Regions from separate parts of the Mus musculus genome. Here region 2 is linked to region 1. Evidence: chromatin contacts called from public HiChIP or PLAC-seq data. All regions are on one chromosome and are shown on one strand. Each heading gives the region's core, a stretch centred on a gene start, on an enhancer-like site or on the middle of the called end of the contact. The rest is flanking DNA. Distances are from core to core; before and after follow the strand shown.

Region 1 (3,446 bases), core at 333-2,832:
AACTGGCCCTGTACTTTGTTCTCCACCTGTGCTCTGCAGTCCCTGGGAGCTGCCTTGCTACCTGGAGATAGGAGTGTGCACATACATGTCTGTACAGAGCCCATCAGTCACCATCATCTTAGCGAGCTGTCCTGTCCACGCAGGCACTTATCTATGCTTAACCAGACCCACCCTTCTCAGAAGACCACCTTACTACCATAGCCAGGCCAGGAAAAAACAAATGACAGAAAACCCAGCATGCCCACTCCGCCGCCTGAGCGCCTGACAACCAGCTGCTCCTTAACCCCCAGTCCCCTTCGGAAGTAGACCTGCCACCAGTTTTGACTTACAGTGAGAAAACAGAGGTATTGAGACTAGAATGCTTGCCTGGTTTCACCTAACTGCCAAGGCTCCATGCACAGACTCTCCTCAGACCTGGAGCAAACTCACTTCCTTCGCAGCAGGTAGTAATTTCCATCACCATAACGCCCAACCCAAATGATTCTATTTTATTACCCCTTGAAAGGAAAGATCCCCTTAATCCCAGGGTGGGAGAACTGTGCACGGCGCTCCCTCCAGCAGAGACTCTTCATGGGTAGAGTAGACTCCTGGAGGGCTTGTGAGGCTCCGGAGCTGGCCTTCTCCCTGACCTTAACCTTGACCTGGCACCCAGTACCTATGGTCGTCTGTGCTGGATACATGAGTCATTCTTTAAGATGCATTGTTGACCCAATCAGGTGAGCATAAGACCACTGTCACAACATTTGAGCCCAATTTGAAGCAAACTTTATTAAATACTGGCCAGGAGGATGGACACTAGCCAGGTCCATACCCAGGATTCTCAGAGAGTGGCCACAAATGACGTTAGTCGGGTGCTTATAAAGACAAACCCCACAGGACTACATACTTCCTGCCTTTGTCCAACTGGAGGCAAACATACATCCTGATGTGCGTCCCGCCTCAGCAGCTACAGCTTACATCTGATCAAACACATCCTGTGCAGCTGGGCCAACCGACTTGCTTTCAGAAGTAAAGATATATGATATGGCTTCTTATCTTCCAATGAGCCACAGTGTCCAGTATTCTAGGAAGTTATCTGTCTCTGGGCAAGCAGGGCTCATGAGTTAGAGAGGTTTTTGTTTTATAGATCTTTAAGCTTGGTAATTAAGACTTAAAGCAAAACCCTAGCCCTCACAGCATCCTAAATGTGTAGCTTGGAGGGGACAACAGTGAGAAAATGTCAATTTCCAGCCATGTCCTACAACCACACAGCCCGGTTGCAATTGCTGAGGCGGCTGGAGCTACATTGTGCTAACTGTCCCTTCCTAGCTACAGCTGATGTGTTTGCTTAAGGCTTGTTACAGCCTCAAGGTGGGGAGAGTTGACGCAGCTGCTTCATCTGTTCCCTCCCCCACACTCCATTCCCAGAAATCAGCTGATATCCTTAAGAAGTTCTCCATAGCATCCGGTTCTCCCTGTAGACTTGTCCCAGAAGGAGGGAGGATTGGAGAGGGAACCAAAGGGCAGACCCTGATGAGCCTATGTCCTTGTTCTGCCTTGTAAGGGAATCTTAGCTCCCTTCGCCACACCCCTCCAGGTGTCTGCTTCCCACAGGATCAGTTTCAATTTCCCCAGGCAAGAAGCATGACTCAGCAGCTGTTCAGGCAGGAAGGCTGGGCCTACCGAACTTCAGGTTCATGCTGTACTGGACCTGGAGTCTCCTGACCTGCCCAAAATTACTAACATCATTTGTGGCCATTCTCTGGAAATCCTGGGTATGGGCCTAGCTAGTGTCCATCCTCCTGGCTAGTATTTAATAAAGCTTGCTTCAAATTGGGCTCAAACATTGTGACAGTGGTTTGATTTCCCTGTGAACATTCGAATGAAACATTGCCCAGTGAGTACAAGACACAGACGTAAACACCAAAAGAGGCACAGCTGGGAACCTGCGGCAGGAGGATTGCTATGAGTGTGAGGCTATCCAGGGCTTCAGAATGATACACTGTCCCCACAAACCAAAAGCTGGAAGAAGAGCTTCTGGGGGCAGTGAGAAAGAGGACAGCCTGTCCTAGTGACGCAGTGAGCCCCACATGTTACCCCTGACTGTCAGCCTGCAGGCATCTGGCCCCCAGTCCCTCACTAGGTGCTTTCTGGGTTATGGCTAATCCTCTCTGAGATTATGGGATAACAGTAGAGACGATGACAGCTCTAGGTCATTGCTGTCTCTGCTCATATACAGAAAGGCATGAATTTTGGTTTTTGTGGTGATGGAGGGTGGGGCAAGATCTGTGCGTGTATGTGTGTGTATACATACATATACATGTATGTGCAATATATTACACAATTTGTAATACATTGCATACATGTATGTGTATATTAGGGCTGGAGAGATGGCTCAGCAGTTAATAGCTTGCTGCTCTTGCAAAGAGCCTGGATTTGATTCCCAGCATCCACATGGTTGCTCACAAGGGTCCCTAACTCCAGCTCCAGGATATCTCACACCCTCTTCTGATATCCATGGGCGCTGCACAAACAGGCATGCATGCAGATAAAACACTTGTACACATGAGTAAAAATAAATCTTGGGGCTGGAGAGATGGCTCAGTGGTTAAGAGCACTGACTGCTCTTCCGGAGAACCTGAGTTCAATTCCCAGCAACCACATGGTGGCTCGCATCCATCTGTAATGGGATCTGATGCCCAATTCTGCTGTGTCTGAAGAGAGCAATAGTGTACTCATATACATAAAAAAAATAAATAAATCTTTAAAAAAAATTTTTTTTTTTTATAAAAGGTGGTAATGGTCTTGTTCTTGCCTAGTGTGATTAACACCTTTCTCACTGATGGGAGTCCTCCCCTCAGAAGGGTCCCCTGTGCCACTTCCCAGTCAGCTTGCACTCCTCCCAGGTGTAACTAATGCTCAATATTTTTTCACGGCAGGACTCAGAAGAGCCATAGCCTAGAGGCAGCAAAGTGGCTCAGGGGGTAAATGTTGTAGAAAGTATTTAAATCCTGGCTGGCCTAAGGTTTCTACCCCACCTTAGGCCATTTAAATTCCTGGGTGAAAGACAAAGCAAGGCCTAAGACTTATATTGACAATAAGCCTTAAAACAGCACAACACCTGGGCAGCTCTACTCTCCACGCTATCAGAATCTATTTTCCTATTGATGACCCTGAGGGTTACTTATTATGTTTCATCTGGACTGTTCTTAAATCCAATTGAGCGACCCTAAGGGCCACGTTCTCTTGACCCCTAACTCATGGCAGCTTCTCCTGCCTTCTTCCTCTTCCTCCTCATCTCTCCTCCAATCCCAAGCTCTGGAAACCTAAACCCCATCTATGTCTCTCCTGGCATCTTTAGTTACCAATCAGAAATAGCTTAGGGGGCTGGAGAGATGGCTCAGTGGTTAAGAGCACCGACTGCTCTTCCGAAGGTCCTGAGTTCAAATCCCATCAACCACATGGTG
Region 2 (3,446 bases), core at 696-3,195, 250 kb before region 1:
AGAAAATATAACTCACAAGCAGGCTCTCAAGAATGGTTATTTTCCATGGATTTCTATGGTGTAGTGTAATTAGTTGGGAGTTACAGCAGTTAGCCAAAAAATATTAACAGGGTGCTCACTTGGGCAATGTCTGTACTAAACAACAGTGTCAGCTCAGCAGTGGTGACACACACCTTTAATCCCAGTGCTTGGGAGGCAGAGGCAGGCAAATCTCTTGGAGTTCAAGGCCAACCTGGTCTACAGAGCTATTCCAAGACAGCTGGGGCTACACAAAGAAACCCTGTCTCAAAAAACCAAACCAAACCAACAACCAAACAAATCAGCATAACTCCCGAGCAAGGCTGACTCACGAATTCCTGAAGCCTTCCAGATTGTTTGAAGATAAGAGTCTTGGAGCCAGGTTGGCCTCATACTTGCTATATAGCAGAAGTGATCTTAAGTTCTTGATTCTTGTGCCTTTGCTTGCCAAGAGCTGGGCTTTCGAGCATGTACCATTTGCTTTAGGTTTCTGAGGAACTGGAGCTGGACTCCATGGTTCCTGTATACTAGACAAATATTTTACTAACTGAGCTATACCCCCCTCCTCCAGCCCTGCAAGTTTGTGAAATCTGCATATTTTTGTATGAAAACTCAAAAAAAAAATAGCTGGGAAGATGGCTCAGAGGTGAAAATGCAAACCTGACCGTTCGAAAGCCCAGAACCCAGGTTAAAGCAGAAGGCAGGAGATTACAGACTACTACTCTACAATCCCTTCACTCTAACAGGGCTGTCAGGGAGTCGGGAAGTTACAGGGCCAGCTAGCATGGTATACAAGCACTGAAATCATGAGAGACCCTGTCTCAGGAAAGGTGGGAGGTGAGGACTCATATCCTAGGATGTCATCTGACCTCTGAATGCCTGCATTCACACAGAAGCATTTAAGACACATGAACTCTCAAAAAAAAAAAAAGACTCAAAAACATGCACATATCTCATACACACATAATAAATAAATAAGCTAAAAACATTAGGGGACAATAATGGTCTGTATTTGACAAGATTGAATTTTCTTTTTCCTTCTACTGTTCGTCAGGCAGCACCATTGCCGTGCATGAAGTTCTGGACAAACATATTGTCAAGCAGTAACCAAGTAATTTTTTTTAAAGAAGGGGATGATTTATTTCTATTAATCATCATGATCTTAAGAATTTCTACCTTGGGCAAAGGGACATGCACACAGTACATGCACTACCTATGGTGTTTGAGATCTAAAGTTATGCTGGGCAATTCTGTCTTCCAGGAGTATCTGAGAAAATCTAAGCCGTTATCTGTTATCCTTTGGAAGAAAGAGTCCCGCAAGGGCCACTAAAATGCAATGACATCATTTATAGATGGTACTTAGATTGAGATGTGGGGCACACCCAAACAATGATGTGGAATAGCTAGCTGCTTCCTAGAGACCTCAACTTCTGTGGAAGAAGGGCAGATTCTGAGGTAGAGGTCATATTGGCCAGCTCTTCAGGAGACCTGACTTTAGGGACCAATTAGAACAGAGGCAGTCTTGGGGAGGCCTCAGAGGTGCCCATCACCCTGGGTCTCCTTCATCAACTGAGTCTTTCCTAAAACCAGTTTGTTCTGTCCTGACCAATTGGACACCACTATGCTAGTTTCCATCATATCTTTCTTCAGCGCAACCTTCACTTCCCAGGTACTAAGGAGCCAGAGACGTAGCTAAAAGGGATTAAGCACGTGAAACGTCTACTTTGCCCTTTCCGGTTCGGTCACGTGCATTATATAATCCCGGGCTTGCCCTTGGCAATGAGCCTTCGACTTCGAAAATGCCCGCAGGTCGCGCTTTGAGGGCTCACGCCCGTCCGTGAATCCAGACCATCACGTCCCCTGCGTCGAGGGGCGGGGCCTGATGGTCTGACGTCACCCACTACACCCCGCCTCCCAGATATTATCAGTGCCGCCCGCCATCTTGTCTCAGTGTCTGGTTTGGCGGCGGAAGCATTGGCGGGCTGTGTGAGTCTGTGAGTGGAAGGCGCGCCGGCTCTTTTGTCTGAGTGTGACCCGGTGGCTTTGTTCCAGGCATTCCGGTGATTTCCTCCGGGCAGTCCGCAGAAGCCGCAGCGGCCGCCCGCGCTCTCTCTGCAGTCTCCACACCCGGGAGAGCCTGAGCCCGCGTCACGCCCCTCAGCCCCCGCTGAGTCCCTTCTCTGTTGTCGCGTCCGAATCGAGTTCCCGGAATCAGACGGTGCCCCATAGATGGCCAGCTTTCCCCCGAGGGTTAACGAGAAAGAGATCGGTGAGGCTCGGGATGGAGGGGGAGCGCGGGGTCTACCGGCAGAGCGTGAAGGGGCTGGCTCCGGGGCCCGGGGGGAAAACGGGGGTGGGGGATGGGAGAACGGGGAAGTCCGATGCCAAGGCCCACGAGCGCGGGGGACCGGATGCCCGGGCTCCGGAGAAATGGAGAGGAGCAAGGACTGACGCTGCGTGGCGGGAGGAAGCGGTCCCGCGATGGGCGTCGGCCGGGAGTGAATGGACCCAGAGCGGGCCTCCCGAGTTTGCTCAGCGCCGGGCAAACCCTAGTGACACCATCACAGCTGGGGTGCGGATCGGACGTCCTGGGATTCTCCCGGCTGTGTCTTGGATATCGAATGGACCTGGAGAGTTACTAGCATAGGCTAAGTGGTCTATCCTAGGCTCTCTTTGGTGGGAAGAAGTTGTGAACTTTTGTGTTTTTTGAGGCGCAGCAGGAACAGCAGCATCTGTATGTCCGGTACTCTATTGAGAAAGGGACCTGGAGAGGTGTCAGCGGCGTAGAAAAAAAAGTTTTAGTGTTTTTTAAAGGATGGCGTTATGAAAGTGAAGGGTTCTAAGGAGGGAATATGTTGCCCACCTACACGGGGGGGTGGGGGTGGAAGGAGCCGTGAGAATAGGTGGAATGGCTGAAGGAGGGCTATTGTACAGAGGATGTAGCCGTGGCTAGACCTGTCACGCGTCTGGCTGAAGCCTGGACAATGGGGAGTGGAAGGGCGTGGGCCAGACCTGCCCGTTGGCCCCTTTAAAGCACTTAGCATTATTTAAATTCTCTCAAAGGAGTCACCTTTGAGCCCATTGGATGACATTCGTTGAACAAAATTATCGTCAGTAGACACTGACTTTACAGTTTTGTCAATTGGATTTTCATGTCCATGCTAAAGGTAGGGGCAGGACTCCATGAGTGTGTGAAGAGTTCCAGGTCAGGCTATAACTGAGCTACTACCCTCTTTAACAAGGCACTGTCACACTTCCTTTCTGGTCGTGAAATCGGAGGATGGAATGTGAGGAAGAACTTGAATCTGGTTAGCCTTGTTCAGTGATGACTCATGATGTAAGTGCTATGCAGATAGGTTGGGTTTTAGGGCTGGTTCCCACCCACTGCCCCATTACTTTTTTTTTTCCCCAAAGCACTTTAGAGAAAA

Evidence for each region. HiChIP or PLAC-seq counts read pairs in DNA pulled down with a chosen protein or histone mark.
Region 2: a contact with region 1 is called in an H3K27ac HiChIP or PLAC-seq map of embryonic stem cells, with 9 read pairs. The contact joins the promoter of Wsb1 here to the enhancer-like site in region 1. A contact is called at or near these places in 1 of 39 promoter capture datasets (embryonic stem cells), 1 of 484 Hi-C or Micro-C datasets (embryonic stem cells), 22 of 115 datasets of contacts at active chromatin or transcription factors (the 230-238 cell line, the SCID.adh cell line, T-cell acute lymphoblastic leukemia and 12 more) and 4 of 9 other capture datasets (adipose tissue, embryonic stem cells, liver and 1 more).

Annotation. Positions count from the first base shown.
Region 1 is chr11:79,000,752-79,004,197 of GRCm38.p6, reverse strand. No RefSeq gene overlaps it. Among named protein-coding and RNA genes, the nearest start is that of Lgals9, 18 kb to the right of the region's middle. Within about 2 kb of position 1,582, at least 150 of the 459 cell types and tissues checked have an H3K27ac peak or open chromatin away from gene starts, as enhancers often do. A contact at or near this core is called in the 230-238 cell line, the SCID.adh cell line, T-cell acute lymphoblastic leukemia and 6 more, where this site is marked.
Region 2 is chr11:79,253,194-79,256,639 of GRCm38.p6, reverse strand. It overlaps Wsb1 (WD repeat and SOCS box-containing 1), which reads left to right and starts at 1,945. Exons shown (of 9, transcript NM_019653.3): 1 at 1,945-2,287. The coding sequence starts at 2,248.